2 separate regions of the Sus scrofa genome follow, and region 2 is linked to region 1. A link is a contact called in public Hi-C data. All regions are on one chromosome and are shown on one strand. The core of a region is the stretch at or near the end of the contact, and the rest is flanking DNA. Distances in the headings are between cores, read along the strand shown. Region 1 has its middle 190 kb from the start of RREB1. Region 2 overlaps LOC102165101 (a long non-coding RNA gene).

Region 1 (5,828 bases), core at 2,329-4,828:
AGCATTTAGCAACTTGTCACAGGAAATAAAACAAATATAACATTGTAATTTATGTATATAGATTTGATAGAAATGATTATGAGACCAATAAAAGACTTTCAAGCATTAAAATATATATCAGGATAAAAGTCTGTGTGGAAGTGGAGTAGAAATAGGAATTCAAGGAGGAAAAAGGATGATGAAAAAATGCCTAAATGTTAATTTAAAAAACTGTTCACATAATATAAAATGTGACACGTATCAAGTTGTCAAAACATCTAAATTCTATTTGGCCTATCTATTAAAATCTGGTAATATTTTTATTTTAAAGTGTCAACATTTTACAATAGGCCAACTATTTAAACTTATGACAAAAAAAAAAATTAGGAGTTCTCTTGTGACAGCAGGTTAAGGATCTGGCATTTTCACTGCAGCAGCTCAGGTTGCTGCTCTGGTGTGGGTTCAGTCCCCGGCTCAGGAACTTGCATATGCCATGGGTGCAGAAATAGAAAAAAAATTAGGTGTTCACGTATAAATGTTGGGAATGTTTTGTTTTTTTTTTTTTGTTTTTTTTTTTTTTGCAAAATTCCTTTAGGAGGATGCAAGCTAAAATTCTTGAAAACTGCAATTCTAAAAAATCCACTCAAATAGTTCCTATTTATAAGTGAAACGTGGACTAATCCAGCGTGTGTTTCATGTAGCTGTCCATATGTGTAAGAATAAGCTTACCTACATTCTTATGTATGATGCATGTAAATTCACATTCACATCTAATTATATTATTCACAGCTATGGTTTTCTCCCTCTCTCTCTCTCTCTCTCTTTCCCTCTCTCTCGTTTTTTTGTTTGTTTGTTTGTTTGTTTGTTTGTTTTTGGCCACACTCACACCCTGCAAAAGTTCCCACTGCCCACACCACATCAGTGACCTGAGCCGCAGCAGTGACAACACCAAACCCTTAACCCGCTGCATCCCCAGGGAAGTCCAGCTATGGTTTCTGTTTAAGGATATAATTCCTCTGTGACCAGTCAGCCATCGCTTTTTGTTTCCCTGAAGAGAGAAGGAATGATTCCTGGTCCGGCAAACTGAAGAAAGGAAGAGCACAGGCCCCCTGCCGAGAAGCAGGACAAGCTTCTGGAAGGAGAAGGGGCTTTTCCTTCAGAAGATGCTGGCGCGCATCTCAGGCCTTACTATCCGCCAACCAGCGTTAGTTTGTGTGTGGTGGTGAACGAGGCTGACAAGGCCCCACACTTCCAAGGAATTTAGATTCCCGGAGGTGTCCAGAAATCACAGAGACCTGCCAACAGTTCTGGAAGCCTGGCCAGAGGGACATCAGATGCAGTTTTGGGGGGCTCTGTTCCCCGGTTGTTGCTGCTCCAGGTCTCCGGGTGCACATGGTGCTCTCGGCCGGGACTGTCCTTCTCTTTTCTCATTCCAGTTCATTTTACTGCCTGGAGCAGACAGCACATTTGCACGGCGAGAAAATCAACACGGCAAGAGCGATGAGGAAGTCGGGCTCCCCCGCTGGCTCTTCCTCCCCCCCCCCCCACCTCCAGATCATGTCCATCCGTTCCTTGTTTATGTGGCGGGGCTTCCGGCAGATATCGGGCAATATGGATATATATTCTATCCCCTGCAACCTTCCTTGCACAAAACACAGCCCGCTCTAGATGCTTACTGCTCCTTGCTTAGTTTGCATCACAGTATGTTCTGGAAAGCCTGTCCTCTCAGAGCCCTGACCGCAGCCCCTTCTTTTTCCAGCTGTGTAGTATTCCACTTCGGGGTGTCTGTCAATTACCTAGCCCTCTGCAGATGGACACACGGGTCCAGACTTCCGCTCTGGCAAGCGGTGCTCCGAGAACAACCGTGCTCACGTCCTTCCACGCACGGGCAGGCCCCCGGGGGTAAATTCCCAGAAGTGCCGATCCTCCTTTGCTTCCTGGCAAACTCTTACTCACCTCCTGACACCCACGGCCCAGGGAGCCAGACATAAGAAGAGGCATGTCCGGAGACTACGGGAAGTACGTCTGCCTTCCCCTCTAAGCTGGGAGCATCTCAGCTTAAGAAACTTGGGAAGACACCTCCGGCAGAGAGGTGGACTCTTCCTGGAGGTGCCAGGTACTACTCATCACTCTGAAATCCATATCCACAGACAGTCTAAAACGTAATACCCAGGACAGTGAAGGGACTCAGAACACACGGCAAATCCCAACGATGCACTCTTCTAGAAACAATTCCTCAACCCCATGCCTAAGGCAGAATGTCTTAAGAAAAAATCTTGAACGTGTAAACATAAACTGCATTTCAACTGTTCTTATGCTGCTGCTTTTCGTCTTTCTGGAATGTTAATGGAAGTCATCAAATGAGCGTGCAGAGAGGGGAAAGGGACCCAGCACCACTCGTAGTGTCTAAGTGTGCGGAGGGGCGAAGGATGAGCAAAAAAAGATGTGGCCCATGTCTATGTAATGACGACAGCAAACGTGTATCAAATATTTCTGTGTGTCAATCACTGTCCCATATTTCCAAATGTATTCTCTCAACCCACTTCAAAAATTGCATGGTTAGGAGTTCCCGTCGTGGCGCAGTGGTTAACATATCCGACTAGGAACCATGAGGTTGCGGGTTTGGTCCCTGCCCTTGCTCAGTGGGTTAACGATCCGGCGTTGCCGTGAGCTGTGGTGTAGGTTGCAGACGCGGCTCAGATCCCGAGTTGCTGTGGCTCTGGTGTAGGCCAGCAGCTACAGCTCGATTCGACCCCTAGCCTGGGAACCTCCATATGCCGCAGGAGTGGCCAAGAAATGAAAAATACCAAAAAAAAAAAAAAGAAAGAAAGAAAAAAAATTACATGGTTACTATCATTATTCCTAGCTTATAAATTTAGAAACAGGCACAGAGAGGTTAAGAAACATGTCCAAGTGCACAGAGCTAGCAAGTAGTGGCGCTGGAATTTGAAGCAAAGCAATCCAATGGGAGAATCCATGTCCTTCATTTCAGTGCTGTTCCTTTGTGTGTCCTTTACATAAATAAAGAATAGACATAGCATTTGGGGATTGCAGTAACAGCCAGTTACCAGGAACGCAGGCATCTTATCAACACAGAACTTCCACCTCATGGCCCAAAATGGCTACTTGAGCTCCAGCCACCACATCCACATTCCAGTCTACAGAAAGGAGGAAGAGGAAATAAGAGTATATACTCTCTCTTTACTACTAATTCCCAGAATTTGAACATGATACGTTTGCTTTTAGTCCACTGGCCACAACCCACACGGGCACCCCCTGGCCATGCCTAGTTCCAAGGAAGGTTGTAAAAAAGTAGCCCTTCTTCTGGAAACACGTGTCAAAAATACTGTGTTCTGTTACCAAGGAAAAAGCAAAAACGGATATTAAATAACTAGCAGATTCTCCCACTAGATTCTACCATTCTAGTAATAGAGAAGCACAAATGCGGGCAACCCCAGGAAGAAAGGCTTGTTTTTTGCTTGTTTGAATTACCTAGTAAAAGTGTTATCGGATGCTTAATTCTTCCTGCCCATTGGCTCTTCCACTCCCACCCCCTGCCCAAGGCATGAGAGGTCTGGGCCAACCCATCTGCTGTCTGGACTGTGTTCCCATGTTGAGCTGATATCCAATGGGCCGTGTTGCAATACCTTAAGGTCATTCAGAATAACCCTCAAACCCAAGGGCGCCTGCCCTAATAATTCAGATATTTGAAGAGCACTACCAAGCCCCACCCCAGACTCCTCCAAGCACCAACCGTGCACTCCATCGCCTCCCAGGTGCTAGCCAGGACTGGATCTGAGGTCCTAGGCGTGGCCCTACCCGGTCAGGTAATGGGCATCTATGAATACACGGCTAGAACGGCTTCTCAGATTGCTTTAGGGCTTTTGACAACTGTTCCACAGTCCATCTCAGATAGCGCTTACCACCAACTAAAGCTGCACATCCCTAATTTCCTTTCTTGCAGTTGATTTTTGGCTTTGACACAGAACCTTCCATGGCTCCCTATTTCACCCTCTCTTATGGATAGGATCTCTAGGCTGGAAACTACAAAGATGGTTTTAAATCCTGAGTCTGTCCATCAACAAATCACCCATCACTCCCACCTGCAGCTGCAGCTGGTGGTAACTCTGTGGCCTCATCAGTGTCACGGAGCAGAATGTGCCACAGGGCAGGGCCAAGGTCAACGCTGTGTAATACACCCTGAAATCCTCCCTCTGGGTCACAAGGATCTGTGAAGCAGCGCTCTCGGTGGCAACAAGGAAAACTGGTTTGGATGTGTGTTGCTGCCATAGCAACACCCAAGCAGGCAGCCAAGCGCCCCAGGAACTTGGGTGCTGGCAGCACCTGCTACCAGAGCTTCCCTTTGACATCAAGAAGACTCCCAGAGCCCGGAGGAGCAAGGAGCCAGAAGCCAGTCGCTGGGAGATGGCTTTCATTTACGAATCCACTCATTCATTCCACATTCATTCCACATTCATTCATTCCTCGTTCATTCACAACACATGCCCTGAGGTCCTCTGCCACCCAGAAAGCCCTGTCCTGAGAATACAGGTCAGAAAGACCCAGCGAGCTTGTCTGCGGACTGGGGAGTAGTAACGTCACAGCCGGGATGAGTCTCGAACTCCAGTCAGGTCATGCTGCCCCCTGCCCAGCACTCCGGGTGGCCCCCACTGCCCCCAGAGTAAAGGCCAAGGTCCTTCTGCGGCCCCCAGAGCCCTCCACGCCCGCTGCCCACCTCCCCGCTCCTCCTTCCCCCCCTCCAGCCAGGCGGCCAGCAGGCTGTGCCCCTGCCTCCGTCCTGGGTCTCTCCCTCCTTTATCTCAAATGTTTTCCCAGATATTCACATGGCTCCCTGCCCTCAACCCTTTACTCAAGAGGTTCCCACTGGGGCACAACGGGGTTGGCGGCGTGTCTGCAGCATCAGGACACAGGTTCAATCCCCCGGCCAGGTTAAAGCATACGGCATTGCCACAGATCCAACGGCAGCTTGGATCTGATCCCTGGCCCGGAAACTCCATCTGCTGTGGGGCGGCAAAAAAGACCAAAATGAGTCTTTCCTCAAAAACCACCTTCTGGAGTTCCCGTCGTGGCAGAGGAAACAAATCCACTAGGAACCATGAGGTTGCGGGTTCGATCCCTGGCCTCACTCAGTGGGTTAAGGATCCTGCGTTGCTGTGGCTATGGTGTAGGCCGGCGGCTGCAGCTCCAATTCGACCCCTAGCCTGGGAACCTCCATATGCTGCCGGTGTAGCCCTAAAGAGACAAAAAGACAAAACAAACACACCAGAAAAACCTCACCTTCTCAGCAAGGATACCTCTGGCCACCCTGTCTCAAATGTCACACTCAGAGTATTTCAAATCGTCCACCCCGATTTATTGCTCTCCTCATCCTCCTCCTCATCAGCCTCCATCCTACTTCTGAATCTCATTTCATTTCTATCTCGTCCACTAGCGAGTAAGCCTCTGAGAGGAGCAGGAGCCATGGAGCTTCCTTTTTTATCCAGAGCTCCTAGACGAGTGGTGATGTAGAGAATGAACGAACGAACAAATGAATGAGTGAATATGCAATCTCACTGTAACTCGTTCTATCCTGTACAGGAAGAAGCCCGAGGAGCCACGGAGGCGCGGGGCCTCCCAGCCCAGTCTTGGGAGGTCGAGGCTTTGCTGAGAACTGTGGGATGAGTCAGAACGGGCCAGGGGAGGAGCAGAGAGAAGGGTCCTTCCAGGAAGAGCAAGCAGCACAGGAGCAGCTCCAGGGGACAGGGACCCACTGCCCGGGAACCGGGTGCGCCTGGGGCAATTCTGGAGGACGTGGCCCCTGGGCCTTGGGGCTGAATCAGGGGTAGAAA
Region 2 (5,828 bases), core at 2,339-4,838, 89 kb after region 1:
AACCCCGCTCTCCCCCATGCTATATGCCACTTCTTCCAGGAAGCCTTCCTGACCTCCCCAAGCCACATATTTCCATAGTCCCCCGTCCTGCTCCTGGCACAGAATTTAAGGCAACACCCCTGCACAGTAACTACCTGTTAATTTGTCGACATCCCCGACTTAGACCATAAACCCTTGAGAGCAGGGCCTGGCTCTGTCTTTGCCATTATACGCCCCACAGCACCTAGCAAAGTGCCTGGTTGTGAATAAATGATTGAATGAATGTTTGCAGTCAACAAGCATGCATGACTTGCCGTTAGGGCAGGCATGCTGCTGGACCCTGAGGATAGGAAGGGGAAGTTATGATCTATTAATGCCTTCATCTCCATTTCCCATACAGATTTTTACCAAAACACCACGCCCAGCAGGTAACAGGTGAGAAGGGCCCAGGGAGCCCCAGAGCTGGCTACAGCCAGAGCAAGGATCGCTTCTCAACTGTTTAGATTCATCTGGCCTTGCAACTGCTGCTCCATGGGAACTACCAAACAGATGGGACTATTCTAGGCCACAGACTAGCGTCACGCCTTGAGGCCCCTAGACGGTCAGTCCCCCAGAGCAATGAGATTCCAAAGGTTCCTCTGAACAGGGAGAGAGTAGAGAGGGGAGACCCTAGGCCGTCATTCTCAACAAATGGACCATTGGCATCACCTGAGAACGTGACAGAAAGGCCCATTATCCAGGCCTCCTCAGACACATGGAACCAGAACCACATGGCAGGGGTGGGGCTCGGCGTCTGTGTTTTCACTGGCCTTGCGTGTGAGTCTGATGCACGTGCAAATGTGAGAACCCCTGCCTAGTTCTTTATCTTCAGGGTGCTTACTGCTCTCAGAGGTCCCTTGTTTATTTATTTGGAAGCCTTATTTATTTCCTGTCCGCTCTCACTGGAATCGTCGCTGCAGGACAACTGGAACTTGCCCGTCTTGCTCAAGGCTCTGCATCTTCTGTGGCTCAGGACAGGCTGTCACATCGTGGTGCTTGGTAAATATTTGTCCAGCAAACAAACGCATCTTCCTCTTTTTGCTTGTTTTCCTCAATTTCCAGAGAGCTGGCCATGAACAATCCCGGAAGGACTTAAGCCACCCCCGTGAGTCATCTGGCCAAGCCTGGTTATCTGTCAGTGAGTGCTAAGCCTCCAAGGACAGGCGATGCAACAGGACACGGCCCCACTTCATCACTCTTTTGCCCAAATCCCCAAGGCTGGAGTCTTCACTCACAGTCTAGGCGTCTCAGGGAGTTCCCATCATGGCTCCACAGTAATGAACCGACTAGGATCCATGAGGATGCAGATCCCATCTGTGGCCCCACTCAGTGGGTTAAGGACCTGGTGCTGCTGTGAGCTGTGGTGTAGCTCGCAGACACTGCTCAGATCCTGCATTGCTGTGGCTGCGGTGTAGGCTGGCAGCTGCGGCTCTGATTCTATGCCTAGCCTGGAACGTCCATATGCGGCCCTTAAAAAAAAATCTAGGTGTCTGAGGCCCACCAAGGGATGTGGGATCACTAAAGAAGGCCCCTCTGGGGGGACTCGACCCTTTGCAGCCCCTTAGCACTTGTGACACACCTGGCACAGCACCTGCTGCGTGGTCCCCCACCTCTGTGCACACAGCCACCCTCCGCTCTCACACCACCCAGGGAAAGAAAACGCACCACTCACCATGTGCATAGAATTCCACCTACATGCTTCAAGACACATTTGCTGAGAAGTTCCCCTATTAGGTCAGTGGCAGGAAGGCCACGTTCTGGGGGAAGAGGCAAGGGAAACAGCCATTCATAAAAAAGAAAGATAATAGCTACCCCACCTCGGTACTTTTGTACACACCGTGGGGTCTGTTTTCCTCTGATGAGGAAACGGAGGCTTAGAAAACCGCCCTCCCAAGGCCTTAAAGCCGTGGACCGTGGGCCTCGACCTCTAACCCAGCTCTGACCCCAAAGCCCTTCTTAACCTCTGAAAAAAATCACAAACACACTTGCCCCCCTCCCGGGGGCGGCGGGGGGGGTGGGGCGGCAAGCCAGCTGCAGTGTTTCGCTTAAACACCTGGGCAGTAGGGAGAGAGAAAATGAGCTTCAGGAGGGATACACTGGGCGAATGGCTGGGCCCGGGAGAAGGGGACACCACGCCTCCCTTCCTGGTTCTGCCTGGGCCCGCCTGGACGGTGCATATTAACCCGAGGGGGTGAGCATCCTGGCGGGTTCGCAGGGCCTGCAGGAGGTTGGATGCTGACTCACTGCCTGTGTGGCAGCCACGGGTCTCCAGGGCTCCCGCAGCGGGCGGGCTCCCGCGCTGGGCCGAGGGTGCCCCGAGGCCCCTCTGCCTTCAGCATCTCCGAGGCTTTACCCGCCTTTTCCCAATCACGCCAGCACCCACGCAAGGGAGCGTGGGCGCTGTGGAGCAAAGGTTTCTGGAAAGCTCACTGGCACAAGCAAGGAAGGACGAAAGGCTCCTGGATGGCAAAGCACCTGCAGAAGCTGTTTCTGAGCTTAGCTCCCTGGGGCTCCCGGAGCACGGGCCCCGGCCCCTCCGCTTGCTCCGCCCCCGCCCCAGGCTTGCTTCACCCCTGCACCTGTCCCAGAACAAAGTGGAAAAGCCAGGTGTGGGGCATCTTTCTTTCTGCCCCCGTGTGCCTCCCACCAAAGATCGAATTAAAGTGAAAAAGCTACGTGCCCTTGAGGTCGTGGAAACCGTCAGCTTGACCACTTGGCACAGAGGCGATGAGAGCTCCGGGGCTCGGATTGAAAATTACATTATGCTGAATGGGAGTTTACCCTCCCGCTTCTTCAGATGTCTCTACACCCAAAAATGTCATGCCAGGGAACTCCCCCTGTGGTGCAAGGAGATCAGTGGTGTCTTGGGAGCTCTGGGAGGCGGGTTCCATCCCGGCCTGGCACAGCGCATTAAGGATCTGGCGTTGCCCCAGCTCAGGTGGCAACTGCAGCTGGGATCCGATCTCTGGCCATGTGCCGCGGGGCTGAGACCGCTTTGGAGACACAGAACGGACACACCCATCCGCTCAGCTCTGATACCCCCGCCCCCAGCGAGGTTTGGAACCCCCTTTCTTGTTCCAAGAAAGCCACTCTCCACGCTGAGCTGTTGGCAGTGGGGGATGGACTCTCATGGCAGGGGGAGGGCGAAGAGAGAGGGGGGCCAAGCCAGCCCCGGTTGGGAGGCACAGCCCTGAAACAGAGGCCTGGGCTGGGAGACTGGAACTCCAGCAGCTTCTGTGAGCCGAACACGCCTGGGCGCAGGCTGACGGCACCTCCTGGTTCATGCCACTATGAAAGGACAAATTGGACAAGGAGCAAAATCAGCCAGGGCCCAGCAACTGGGCAAAGACTGTAGGGCATGCAACCCAGAATGGGGAGCCGGATGGGTCCGTTCAAGGGTGAGTGCCACCACCTCCACCCCAGGAAAGCCCTGATGACAAAGCCTGCTCCCTCTGGACCACATTTGCCTCTCCCAGGAGTCGCCGCTTCCCACTGCAGCATACCCTGTGTCCACGAGCCAGGGCCCACCACCAGGCGCTGACACCTCTCCCCAGCCCGCAGGTCAGAGCACCAGGCTGACACCAGGCTCCTGGTCACATGATCCGCACAGGGGCCTGGCTCCTGCCCCTTCGGCGGTGACCCCGGTTGCAACAGTGGGTTAAAGTTCAGAGGCTGCCTGGTAAAAACATCCACCTCCGTGATAAGCAGCTCCTTTCCTGGCAGATAAGCCCAGCAGGAGAGAAAACATTTTCCAACACCCCTCAGCCATCCTTCCAGCAGCTTCGCTATGGAAGGCCTCGAACCAGGCTTCCTGGTGCTGATCGCCAATTACAATGGGATTCATGGATTTTAATATTTTTCCCCAAATAAGCAATAGCCTGGTGCTTTATTTTCAACATGCTGCTTCAACATCCAGCTTATTTTTATTTGTTGCTTTTGTGTCGATTTATTTAAACAATAACAACAAAAAAGTGTTCACCCATTTCTTTTTTTTTTTCTTTGTCTTTTTGTCTCTTTGTCTTTTCTAAGCTGCACCTGCAGCATATGAAGATTCCCAGGCTAATCTGGGGTCTAATCAAATCTGTAGCTGCTGGCCTACGCCAGAGTCCCAGCAACACCAGATCCGAGCCTCGTCTGGCCTACACCACAGCTCATGGCAACACCAGATCCTTAACCCACTGAGCAAGGCCAGGGATCGAACCTGCAACCGCATGGATCCTAGTCGGATTCGTTAACCACTGAGCCATGACGGGAACTCCCATTTCTTATTTTTAGTAAAACCACAGGTTTTCAGAGGTAAAGCCAATGAGGTCTCCTTTCAGGCTGTTCATGGAATCAGGGTTTGGGATCACCGAGCAGACCCAAGAAATGTGGATTCAGTGAGTCCCGGTGCTGGCAGGAGGACATGGGTAGAGAGAGGACTCTTCTGAGGGGACCACGAACTTTGTCCTCTGGTCAAAATGTTCCTCCTGGCCCAGAATCTCCCACTAGGCATCCCACTGCCCTGGAGGGGAAGTTGTTAGGGGTTTAACTAATGCAGAGAGAGCGGGGCGAGGATACAAACTGGAGTCCCTGAGGTTCCCTGGCGGCACAGCAGGCTAAGGATCCAGCCTGGTCACTGCTATGGTGTGGGTTCCATCCTGGCAGGTGGACTTCTGCATGCCACAGGCGCAGCCAAAAAAAATCAGAGAAAACAAGAAAATAAAATGGAGCCCCAGCCTTAAAGAGCTTCTGACAGAGTTACACAGGAAAGTTAACAAAGACACAGTTGTCAGCCCCCAAACGTCTCCCATGCTGTTGTTACCTAGGTGGAACACCAGTGGTTTAGATTGCAGCTTTTATTTAACTTTTCTTTTTTTATGGCTACACCCGAGGTATAGGAAAGTTCCCGGGCCAGGGATTGAATCTGAGCTGCCGAATCCTTTAACCCACTGCACCTGGCCAGGAATCAAACCCACGCCTCCACAGCGGCCGTGAACCACTGCAGTTGGATTCTTAACCATTGGCAGGAGAGCCAAGGTTTTTTTTCTTTTCCATCTTTTTGTCTTTTAGGGCTGCACCTGTGGCATATGGGGTTCCCAGGCTAGGGTCTAATCGGAGCTGTAGCCGCTGACCTACACCAGAGCCACAGCAACATGGGATCCAAGCCACGTCTTCGATCTACACCACAGCTCACGGCAATGCCAGATCCTTAACCCACTGAGCGAGGCCAGGGATTGAACCCAAAACCTCATGGTTCCTAGTCGGATTCGTTGCCGCTGTGCCACGACGGGAACTCCAGGAGCTCTAAGTTTAGATTTTAAAAAGAGGACATGGGAGTTCCTCCTCCCTCCTCCACCCCCTCCTCCACCCCTCCTCCTCCCTCCACGCTCTCCCCTGGGCATCTCACCCGCAGCGTCAAGTCCCCACACTCCCAAGTCTTTATCGTCACCCCAGTCCTGTCCTCCCAGCTCCGGATTCCAGGGAAGTCATCTCCCCGCAGTCCTGACAAGTGACTCTAACTTCCCACCTTCGTCCCCCCGCCTCCCCCGGTGCTGCTTTGGCTCTTTTCTCACTCCCAGCTCTGTACACTTGCCAAGGAGACATCCCACCCAGAGAGCCCAGGCTCACCTGGCTGTGCGCCTTCCCTCCCCGGCTCCTGTCCAAGCCTGGCCAGGTAGACCTTCTGCAGGGCTCGCCAGCCAGCCCCACCTCTCCCACCCGCCCCTGCCCCCCGCCCCAGGACATGGTGTCTTTGTGTCAGGCCTTCTCCCTGGTCTCCCAGACTCAGTCTTGGTACCTGGGGTTGTCTCACTATGACTATGGTCTTT

The links. Hi-C and Micro-C count contacts between places; a contact is called where the count stands out from the background.
Region 2: a contact with region 1 is called in a Hi-C map of liver, with 1.8 times the contacts expected there. The contact joins two enhancer-like sites. A contact is called at or near these places in 5 of 47 Hi-C or Micro-C datasets (liver, omental adipose tissue and skeletal muscle) and 1 of 2 datasets of contacts at active chromatin or transcription factors (alveolar macrophages).

The regions. Positions count from the first base shown.
Region 1 is chr7:4,317,078-4,322,905 of Sscrofa11.1, forward strand. No RefSeq gene overlaps it. Among named protein-coding and RNA genes, the nearest start is that of RREB1, 190 kb to the right of the region's middle. Within about 2 kb of position 3,579, at least 1 of the 83 cell types and tissues checked has an H3K27ac peak or open chromatin away from gene starts, as enhancers often do. A contact at or near this core is called in liver, where this site is marked.
Region 2 is chr7:4,405,768-4,411,595 of Sscrofa11.1, forward strand. All of the region lies in intron 2 of LOC102165101 (a long non-coding RNA gene), which reads right to left. Among named protein-coding and RNA genes, the nearest start is that of RREB1, 100 kb to the right of the region's middle. Within about 2 kb of position 3,589, at least 7 of the 83 cell types and tissues checked have an H3K27ac peak or open chromatin away from gene starts, as enhancers often do. A contact at or near this core is called in liver, where this site is marked.